Linked DNA regions of Sus scrofa: region 2 is linked to region 1. The links are chromatin contacts, called in public Hi-C maps. All regions are on one chromosome and are shown on one strand. Each heading gives the region's core, a stretch centred on a gene start, on an enhancer-like site or on the middle of the called end of the contact. The rest is flanking DNA. Distances are from core to core; before and after follow the strand shown. Region 1 has its middle 680 kb from the start of MARCKS. Region 2 has its middle 49 kb from the start of HDAC2.

Evidence for each region. A called contact is a pair of places that touch in the nucleus more often than the background predicts.
Region 2: a Hi-C map of fetal skeletal muscle shows a contact between it and region 1, with 1.8 times the contacts expected there. The contact joins two enhancer-like sites. A contact is called at or near these places in 2 of 47 Hi-C or Micro-C datasets (embryonic fibroblasts and fetal skeletal muscle).

The regions. Positions count from the first base shown.
Region 1 is chr1:79,107,401-79,112,152 of Sscrofa11.1, forward strand. No RefSeq gene overlaps it. Among named protein-coding and RNA genes, the nearest start is that of MARCKS, 680 kb to the right of the region's middle. Within about 2 kb of position 2,426, at least 11 of the 83 cell types and tissues checked have an H3K27ac peak or open chromatin away from gene starts, as enhancers often do. A contact at or near this core is called in fetal skeletal muscle, where this site is marked.
Region 2 is chr1:79,850,557-79,855,308 of Sscrofa11.1, forward strand. No RefSeq gene overlaps it. Among named protein-coding and RNA genes, the nearest start is that of HDAC2, 49 kb to the right of the region's middle. Within about 2 kb of position 2,220, at least 2 of the 83 cell types and tissues checked have an H3K27ac peak or open chromatin away from gene starts, as enhancers often do. A contact at or near this core is called in fetal skeletal muscle, where this site is marked.

The DNA.
Region 1 (4,752 bases), core at 1,176-3,675:
CCATACAGAGTACAAGTACATGACAGAGGCACACAGGTTGCTGACAGAGCAGTGAGCAAGGCAGAAATGGACCCTGAGTCCCTGGAGGTTATAATATTTCAGAGAAGATACGTATTGCCCAAATGATTGGGAGTGTTATGGGTCATACCATAGAAATGTGAAAGTTAATGGAAGATTACCACACAGGAATCTAACCTAGTCTCTGGAATAAGAATGGTTTCTCTAAGGAGTGACATCTAAGTTAAGACTTCAAAGATGAGGGTGCTGACTAGGTGAATGAGTAGCATGAGCAGGAATGAACTTCCAAGTGGAAGGAGTGGTACTTCTAAAAGTTTCAGTATAGCAGAAATTGACAGAACATCATAAAATTTAAAAAATAAAAGTTTTAGGAGTTCCCTCTGTGGCACAGTAGAATCAGCAGTCTCTAGCACAGGGATGCAGGTTTGATCCCCAGCCCAACATGGTAGGTTAAGGATCTGGCACTGCTGCAGCTTCAATGTAGGTCACAACTATGGCTCAGATCTGATCTCTGGCCTGGGAACTCCACATGCCATGGGGAGGCAAAAAAAATTTTTTTCAGAGTAAGGAAGATGTGAGAACATACATAATGAGTTGCTCAAAAGCTAGTGTGGCTGGAGTGGAGAGAGGGACAGAGAGTGAGCAAGGATGAAATGCGAGAGGCAAGCCTGAGCCAGATCATCCTGGGCCTTAGAAACCCCCTCAGAGTATGTGGACTTTATGCTAGAATCATTGGGAAGGGCACGACTTTGTTAAGGCTACCATAACCAAGTACCACAAAGCCTGGATGACTTAACCAAGAAATTGATTTTCTTCCACTTCTAGAAGCTGGAAGTACAAGATTGAATGTTAGCAGGGTTGGTTTCTGCTGAGGCCTCCTTCCTTGGCTTGTCATTGGCTGTTTTCTTCCTGTGTCTGCATGTGGTCTTTTCTCAGTGTGAATCTGTATTCTACTCTGCTGATCATATAAGAACACCACAGAGTTCCATCCAATCTCTTGGGATAGAACACGAAGGAAGGTAATACGAAAAAAGAATTCATGTGTATGTATGACTGGGTCACTTTGCTGTACAGCCGAAATTGATATAACACTGTAAAAAAAAAGAACGTCAGTGCTATTCAATGGGGGGCCACCTAATAACCTCATTCTGACTTAAGAATCTCTTCAAAAACTCTTATCTCCAAATACAGCTACATTCTGAGGTATTAGGTTTCAGGGATTCAACCTATGAATTGTGTGGGTGTTGGTCACCACTCAGGCCCTAGTGGAAGGTTTAGGGCAGGACAGTGGCATGGCCCTGGGATGGGTAACAGGTTCTCTCTGGTTGCAATTTGGGTGGAGTAGAGGAGCAGGAGGAGAGTGGAGTGCCTTAAGGAAGCCTCTGCCTTAACCCGGAAAAGAGGTGTGCTGAGGGCACACCTAGTTTCTGAGAAGGACTGTGGCCTCCCTTGGGAAGCCCAGAGGAGAGGTAACTGGGGGAAGGGGGATTATCTACCTTGTGACAAGAGGAGTGGGGAAAAGGAAAGGGGGCAAATTGAGGTAGATTTGTAGCTGTGATGGCAGGAAGTTGAAGAGGTTTGCTTTTATGGTTTCTATTTTAATTTTCTGTGAAGTAAGACATCTGCTAGGAACAAGAAGAAAGCAAATTACAGATGTGAGTTGAGTGGAAAATGTTTTAAATTGCCATTCCAGAAGTGGGAAAGCAAGCTCACAGAAAAATCTCATTAGAATTTCTATGAAGTGTTAAAAGCCCCATTAAGAAGGGTGTCCACAGATTTAAAGGGGCACAAATCTCCCCAGTTTTGTGGGTTTTTTTTTTCTCCTATCTGTGCAGGACTGTGTGGGTACGTATGGAGACAGGCAGAGTTGGATTCTTCCAGGACTGAGGTTTCTCAGGCCAGAGTTGGCTGCCAGGGCTTGCTGGCAGAGTTCTGGAATATAACTGTTCCAGCTGAACTCCTGGGAATTTCCCAGGTGCTTGGAATTTGAAGTTATAATTTCACAGAAAAGGATGGGGTGTTTGCTTACACTGCTGCTGAAATTAAAACCTCCTGGAAGCATTTCACTTTGTGCTGCAGCTCTGGGAAAAGTCTCCTTGTTCATCTTGAAGCACACACTATATATAAGCCGCAGCTCCTAGGTAAGCCATAGCTCCACAGAGCTGGCCTAGACAGATACCCTAAATCTTTTCATAGTTTATCCTTCAGCTATTTAAAATGTCTGCTTGGCTGCACATGCCTCTGAATGGGAACCATACTCAGAGTTTAATAAAAACAAGTATTAGGTTCATGCCACGTAGCATATAATAAAACACAAGATATGATGAAGGGTTTCTGACTGGACGTCTCCTCCTGCTCTACGTGCTGAAGTTCCACTGGGCTTTTGCATCATCCTGGCTGTTAGAAATTGAAAACAAAATTCTCCTCTGAAAAAATTATGGTAATCTCTAGGAGCCTGAATGCTGAGGGAAGATGTTTCAGAATGCTCTGGAATTTAATGCTTCATTTCCATCAGCCCACGTGTCATGAGAATCTTTCCATTCCAAACTATTTCTTTGCCTTCCCATCACCCGTTCCCCAGTACACACACACACACACACACACACACACACACAAAATCTGTCACAGTATCAAGCTCCTCAGAACCACAGGAGCTCAAATTTCACATATCTCAAAAGGAAGGAATTTTAGGATATAAATTCCACAGTACAAATTGTTTTTACATACGCTACTCCTTACTGTGCTTTGTAGCAGGATATGGGCTCTTGGTGTGAAATAATAATAATGACAAGGGATTTGCCAATAAAAAGAAGCTGGATACTGTAAAATATTATCCAAACAAAGTTTCACTCAAAGACAATTCCTAGACATTTTAGAGCATACTCTGCTCTTCTGAAACTGACAGCTGAAGCAGGCATTGCATTTTCTGAACTAATGTATGATTTCTGTGTTAAAATTCATGATAAAAGTTACCATATCAGAAATGGGAACTTTAGCAAGTAACTACTGTGGGTTCATCCTGGAGCATAAAAACATAATAGAATCTTTCTTAAAAAATATAAGCTAGTCTTGCATTCTTCAGTTTGTGGTTGCAAACAGGAAAAAGTAGATGCTATTAGCATCAGGAACACACTTGAATTGAGTTTCTGTTAACAATTAGAGACGAATTGGTAAGAAAGGAAGTGACAGAAATAACAGAACTTGTCTGGATGGTATTTTCTTAGATGGTATCCTCAGAGCATCACTGATTATGTGGCATTCCTAAAATAATAAATAGGACCCCCCAAGTTAAAGACCCAACTGAGCCAGAATTATAACAGCTGGCTCCCTTGCAGTAATGGTAACCAAATTTCTATTTCCCAGGATTTTCATTAACTTAGACATTTGTTTCTACATTCTATTGCATTTCTAGTTTCATGATCTTAAAACGTAGATTTGTATAGAAAGTTATATTCTGCAATTCCTTTTTTTCTTCAACCTTTTATTTATTTATTTTTCTACTGTATCTGCCATTCTTTTTACTCATCGAGAATTCTTGAAAGAGAAAAAGAGGAGGAACATAATCCATATCATAGGCAGGAACATCCAGCACAGGCCCACAGGGTCTTCTCATTGAGAACAAACCCTCCTGTATGCACCCTGCCATCACTTCACAACCTCCTCAAGACTACAAAAGGAAACATTTTACATTTTGGAGAAAAGAAGTAAGTTTGCCTATAGAAATGGAATAGTCATAATCCTTTTAAGTTTGGGAGGAAGTCTTGGCCTAACTCTTTCTTTGCTTTCTTTTTCACTATAGAAACAACTCAGAGGTTGTATGTTTTAAATGTCCTTTTGACATACCAAGTTATTTTTTGTGAAAATTAATGGTTTAAAAAAAAGCAAAGAAACAAAAGAAAGATAGCCTGACAAAGCTATTTCACTAAAAAAACAAAAAAACAAAAAAACAAAAAAACATATGGCAAACAGACCTCAGAGTTTGTTCTAAATTGGAAGCATTACACCTTCCAACTCTCAGTTGAAGACCAGAATTACTTCCTTCTGGCTGAAGTAGCTGAGGTCTAGGAAAATTGTGTTGAAGGGGTGCACTGGCTATTTGCTATAATATTATTTCAATTCCATGGACTACAATCTTCAGCTATGATACCATGAAATTAGTTTTAGCTTTTCCAAGATGACGTTTTTCCTTTCTTTTCCCTCCATCCTACATACAAGCTTGCAACTACACATGTCTGAAAAACAATGAATATCTTCGCCATCCCATGGGGCCACATCTTGGCTCCTCAGGTCCATTTCAATGAACACAGTTTTGGCTGTTGCTCAAAATATCAGGAACTGCGTCTCCTTAGGATAGAGGAGTTCCTTCACTCTACTTCCTCCTTGCTCAGACAGTGCATTGTTCCTATTGCCTCCATTCCCATAGCCACTTGTACCCTGGAGGCAAGATTGAATCTGTGGGAGTAGGGGTAACACTTTCACCATAACCTAAGAGTTCTCTGTCTGACTCTATTCTGTTCTGATCAAAGTGACCAATACAGTGGCTCAGAGGTAAACTCTCAGAATGGACAGTTTCTTTCTGCAAATGTCATGTCTCTTTGGTGCCATTTTCCCCTCAATGTTCACATTCCTACTTCTCTTCCAATCAAAACCTACTCTCAAGAGAGGGTATGCAGAACTTACACATGGATCTGCAAGCACCTTAACGTGATTGAGTAATTTCAATCCTAAGGGTAT
Region 2 (4,752 bases), core at 970-3,469, 740 kb after region 1:
GAAAAGAGATTTCTCTAAAGAAGATATACAGATGGCCAACAGGCACATGAAAAAATGCTCAACATCACTGATTAGTAGAGAAATGCGAATCAAAACTACTATTGAGGTACCACCCCACACCAGTCAGAATGGCCATCATTAATAAGTACACAAATAACAAATGCTGGAGAGGGTGTGGAGAAAAGGGAAAACTCCTACACTGTTGGTGGGAATGTACAACAACCACTATGGAAAACAGTATGCAGTTTCCTTAGGAAACTAAATAATAGAACTACCATACGACCCAGCAATCCCACTCTAGGGCATATATTCAGACAAAACTTTCCTTGCAAAAGACACATGAACATGCATGTTCATTGCAGCACTATTCACAATAGCCAAGACATAGAAACAACCTAAATGTCCATCGACAGATGAATGGACTAAGAAGATGTGGTATAGATACACAATGGAATACTACTCAGCCATAAAAAAGAACAAAATAATGCCATTTGCAGCAACATAGATGGAACTAGACACTCTCACACTAAGTCATAAAAAGACAAATACCATACTTATATCTGGAATCTAATATACAGCACAAATGAACCTTTCCACAGAAAAGAAACTCATGGACTTGGAGAATAGACCTGTGGTTGCAGAAGGGAAAGGGGGGGAGGGGGAGGGGGAGGGAGTGGGATGGACTGGGAATCTGGGGCTAATAGATGCAAACTATTGCCTTTGGAATGGATCAGCAATGAAATCCTGCTGCATAGCACTGGGAACTAGATTTAATCACTTATGATGGAGCACGATGGAGGATAATGTGAGAAAAAGAATGTATATATGTGTGTGACTGGGTCTGTTTGCTGTACTGTAGAAAATTGACAGAACAATGTAAATGAGCTATAAAGAAAAAAATAAAAATCATTAAAAAAATAAATCTATCTGTTCCTGGTTTTACTTACATTTAATCTTACTCCACATTTTTAAAGGGTTGATTATTAAAAAATTTATTAGATGCAAAATCTACCATCTTCAACCCATTCTTTTTAGTAATTCGGACCACAGGGGTACATGCTCAATTGCACAGTACATTAGTGAGGAAGTAGCATTAAAAAATCAGGTGGAAAATTTGTTTCAAAAAAAAAAAAATCAGTGGGAGTTCCCATCATGAAGCAGTGGATACAAATCTGACTAGGAACTATGAGGTTGTGGGGTCAATCCCTGCCCTCGCTCAGTGGGTTAAGGATCCAGCACTGCTGTGAGCTGTGGTGTAGGTTGCAGATGCCCCTCAGATCTGATGTGGCCACAGCGTGGGCCAGCAGCTGTAGCTTCAGTTGGACCCCTAGCCTGGAAACCTCCATTTGCTGTGGGTGTGGCCCTAAAAAGCCAAAAAAAAAAAAAAAATTCAGTGAATAAAAGTAACACATGAATTAACCAATATAAAAGTTTAAACATTATACTGTTCATAACAGCACAGTATACAATGTTTTGTACACAGGGAGCATTCAATATGTATTCGTTGAATAGATTCTACAGAAATTTATTTTGAATGTGAGAAGTGTTGCTAAAACTGCACATTCAGAATGAGAACTCTCATTTGTTGGAAAAAAAACATACAAAATACTGATGATCGTACTGACTGTAAAATGTTACCATTTGGTATCCACCATCACCTTTCCAGTTAGAACTATGTAGAAGTATTTTTATGGATATACCAAAACTTTTTGATTCACTTGGATGGAAGATTACCTAAAATCTAGCCACCCTGATAGCTATTTTCAAAAAACTATGATCCTATTTTTGTACTCCAAAAATACTTTTATATTTGTGCAATAGGGATACAAGAACCTTGAGAATTTTATTTTCTTCAGAGTGATAAAATCCATTTTCCTAAGAGGATCAAAGGACGAGAAAATTTTTTGAAGTTTCTAAGAGAAAGTAAATGTGGCTCCAAGTTCACTTTCCAAAGCGGGAAGCAGAGATTTTTTTTTCTTTTTTTTTTAAGGATAGCATGGAACTTGAGAATCAGAAAAAGTTTTTTTTTCCAATCATTAATCATGTTTATAATTTGGTTCTAAAATCATTATGACTATACATATTTCCAAAAAGATTTTAGTGTCTTATGTAATCAGCAATGTAGTCACTTAAAAAACATGTGGAAATTGCAGAGCTAAATAGCGGACATGTATTTATTACATTTGGTCATGCCCATACTCTAGGGATGGCTAAATGTGTGTGTATAGTACTCCTTTGTCTCCTCTTAGAAAACCCTCCAGAGCTCTGCTATGAATTACATTGTTTAAATATGTCCACATTCAATTTCGGGAGAGTTATTCCCAAGTCAGTTTCAAACTGAACACATGTTGCATCTGTTTTCTGTTTGTGAATACTGAATGCTTGGCACTTTAATTGGGGTATTTTTCTTTGGAATGAAATAATTTCAAATATTCGCTTAATCAAAACATCAGTTTCCTTTTCCAGTTTCCATCGTGGACTGTTGGTAGGTTTCCCAGACCTGGCCTCCTGTGCGGTGGTGAGGGACGCACCTTCCCTTGACGTGCAAGAGGGAACAGAGAGCAGCAATAACCGGATCCCTGGCTCATCCCGTCCGCATGTCCCATGCCCTCTAGATTCCACTGACCTGCATTCAAGTGCTCTGGAAGGTCTTAACTGTCTCATATTCTTCTGATAATTCACAAACACTTTTTTCTTAGAAAATTTTAATGGGTGCAGAAAAATTCTCCCCACAAAGTCCTGTGAAGCCACTAGAACCTCACAGCTCTCTTCCCTGCCAGATGCAATCAAAAGCTTTTAAGGACCTTGATTTGGGCAGTATATGTGTATAAGATAACCTGGTGACAGGGTATAGGGTTGAGCAGTGTGGATTAAAGCAGAAAGAACTTGGAGGAAAGGAAGGTAAACTAAGAGGCTGTTGTCCATGGGGAAAATGAGGAAGGTTATTCCAGTAGAACTGAAAGAAAGCAGCACATGCTCCTTGGAAAAGCAGACTTCAGAGTAAAAAAGGCCTAGGCTTGAATCAACGCTCAACCACTTGGGAACTCTGACCCCCAACCTCTCCAAATGTTTCTCTACTTAGAAAATGGATGTGAAACCAGCTTGTATAATTCTTGAAAAGACTGAATTACGGTATTTTAAATGCCTACTATATAATGTTAATATATGATCTTAAATAGACAAAATTTAAAGATACTGTGAAGGAAGAAACAAATAAAGCCCAATGGATTGAATACAGGAAATGAAGGAGAAAGATATTCAAAGATGAGGAGTTTCCATCGTGGCTTAGTGGTTAACGAATCTGACTAGGAACCATGAGGTTGCGGTTTGATCCCCGCCCTTGCTCAGTGGGTTAATGGTCCAGCATTGCCGTGAGCTGTGGTGTAGGTCGTAGACACGGCTTGGATCCCCTGTTGCTATGGCTCTGGTGTAGGCTGGCAGCTACAGCTCCGATTAGACCCCTAGCCTGGGGACCTCCATATGCCGTGGGAGCAGCCTAAGAAATGGCAAAAAGACAAAAAAATTAAAAAAAAAAAAAGATATTCAAAGATGAGAACACACCGAGCCCATGAACATCCATTTCTCTGATGTACTGGCCACACAAAAGACACTTTATTTCCCCATAAAAATTAATACTTAATAAACTAACTAAGGAATGATGAGGTGAAATAACTTGCCTTAAATCAGGCACTAATAGTGACAGAGAATAGGACTCCAAGTTTGGCCTTTTACTCACCCCATTCCCTTTCTTTTCCTTCTCTTTCTGAAGAAAAATTGTAGGCAAGGCTGAGCCAAGGAGGGTACCCATAGCTGGAGGAGCCTCAGGGTGGGTTGTCAGAGTCTGAGCAGGCTGAGGGGCATCCACAGAGCTGAGCAACTCTCTCACTCCTGCCCAGACAGCCTGAAGTCACTCAGCGGCGCTCACTGGGCATGGGCTGGGCCAGAGGTTTCAAGATGGCTTCACTCATGTGTCCAGGTGCCTTGGGGGTGGGGAGGGCCGCTGAAAGACTGGGCTCAGCTAGGACTCTCAACTGGAGTGTTTGTAGGGACCTTTCCAGCAGGGCAGTTACAGGGTGGTCAGGTTTCTTACAAGGCAGCTGGGTTCCCCTGAAGCGCATGTCCCAGGAGCACAAGGAAGAGGCTGAATGCTGTTTTATGCCCCAGCCTTGCAAGATCTGTACTGCTTTGGTTGAAGCAGTCAAAGCCCACCCAGATCCAAGGGCAGAGGACCTAGATACCACCTCTTGGTGGGAGGGCTGTCAGAATATGCAGGCAGTTATTAAAAGTGCCACATCCCCTTAACTGGTCTTACTGCTTTCATTCCTGCCTCTCAACAATTTAGTCACCACACGGCAGCCAGAATAACTGTTTTCAAATGTGAACCATGTCACGTTACTTTCCTGCTTCAATCTCCTGAGTGGCCTCAGTCTTACCTGTGATATCTCCCACAGGCTCCTCTACCCAGCTCCGCCTTGCGCTCTTCTCTTGTGCTTTACTCCACGGGCTCCAGCCACACTGTTCTTTCCATTTCTCAAATGTACTAGAGTTTTGCTGCCGCAGGCTGCTGCGTGCTGCTCCCTCTGTCTGGAGTCTGACACCCAGCTCTTCATTAGGTGAATTACTGCTCATTCTTTAGACCTCAGCTGAAAAGTCAGACTTTGCTGACACCCTTTCTCCCTTCATCCTCTCTCCCTTGCATCTCAATCTAATTTAATTTCCTCTCTATTCTCTTCATGCCACTCCTTCCTTCCC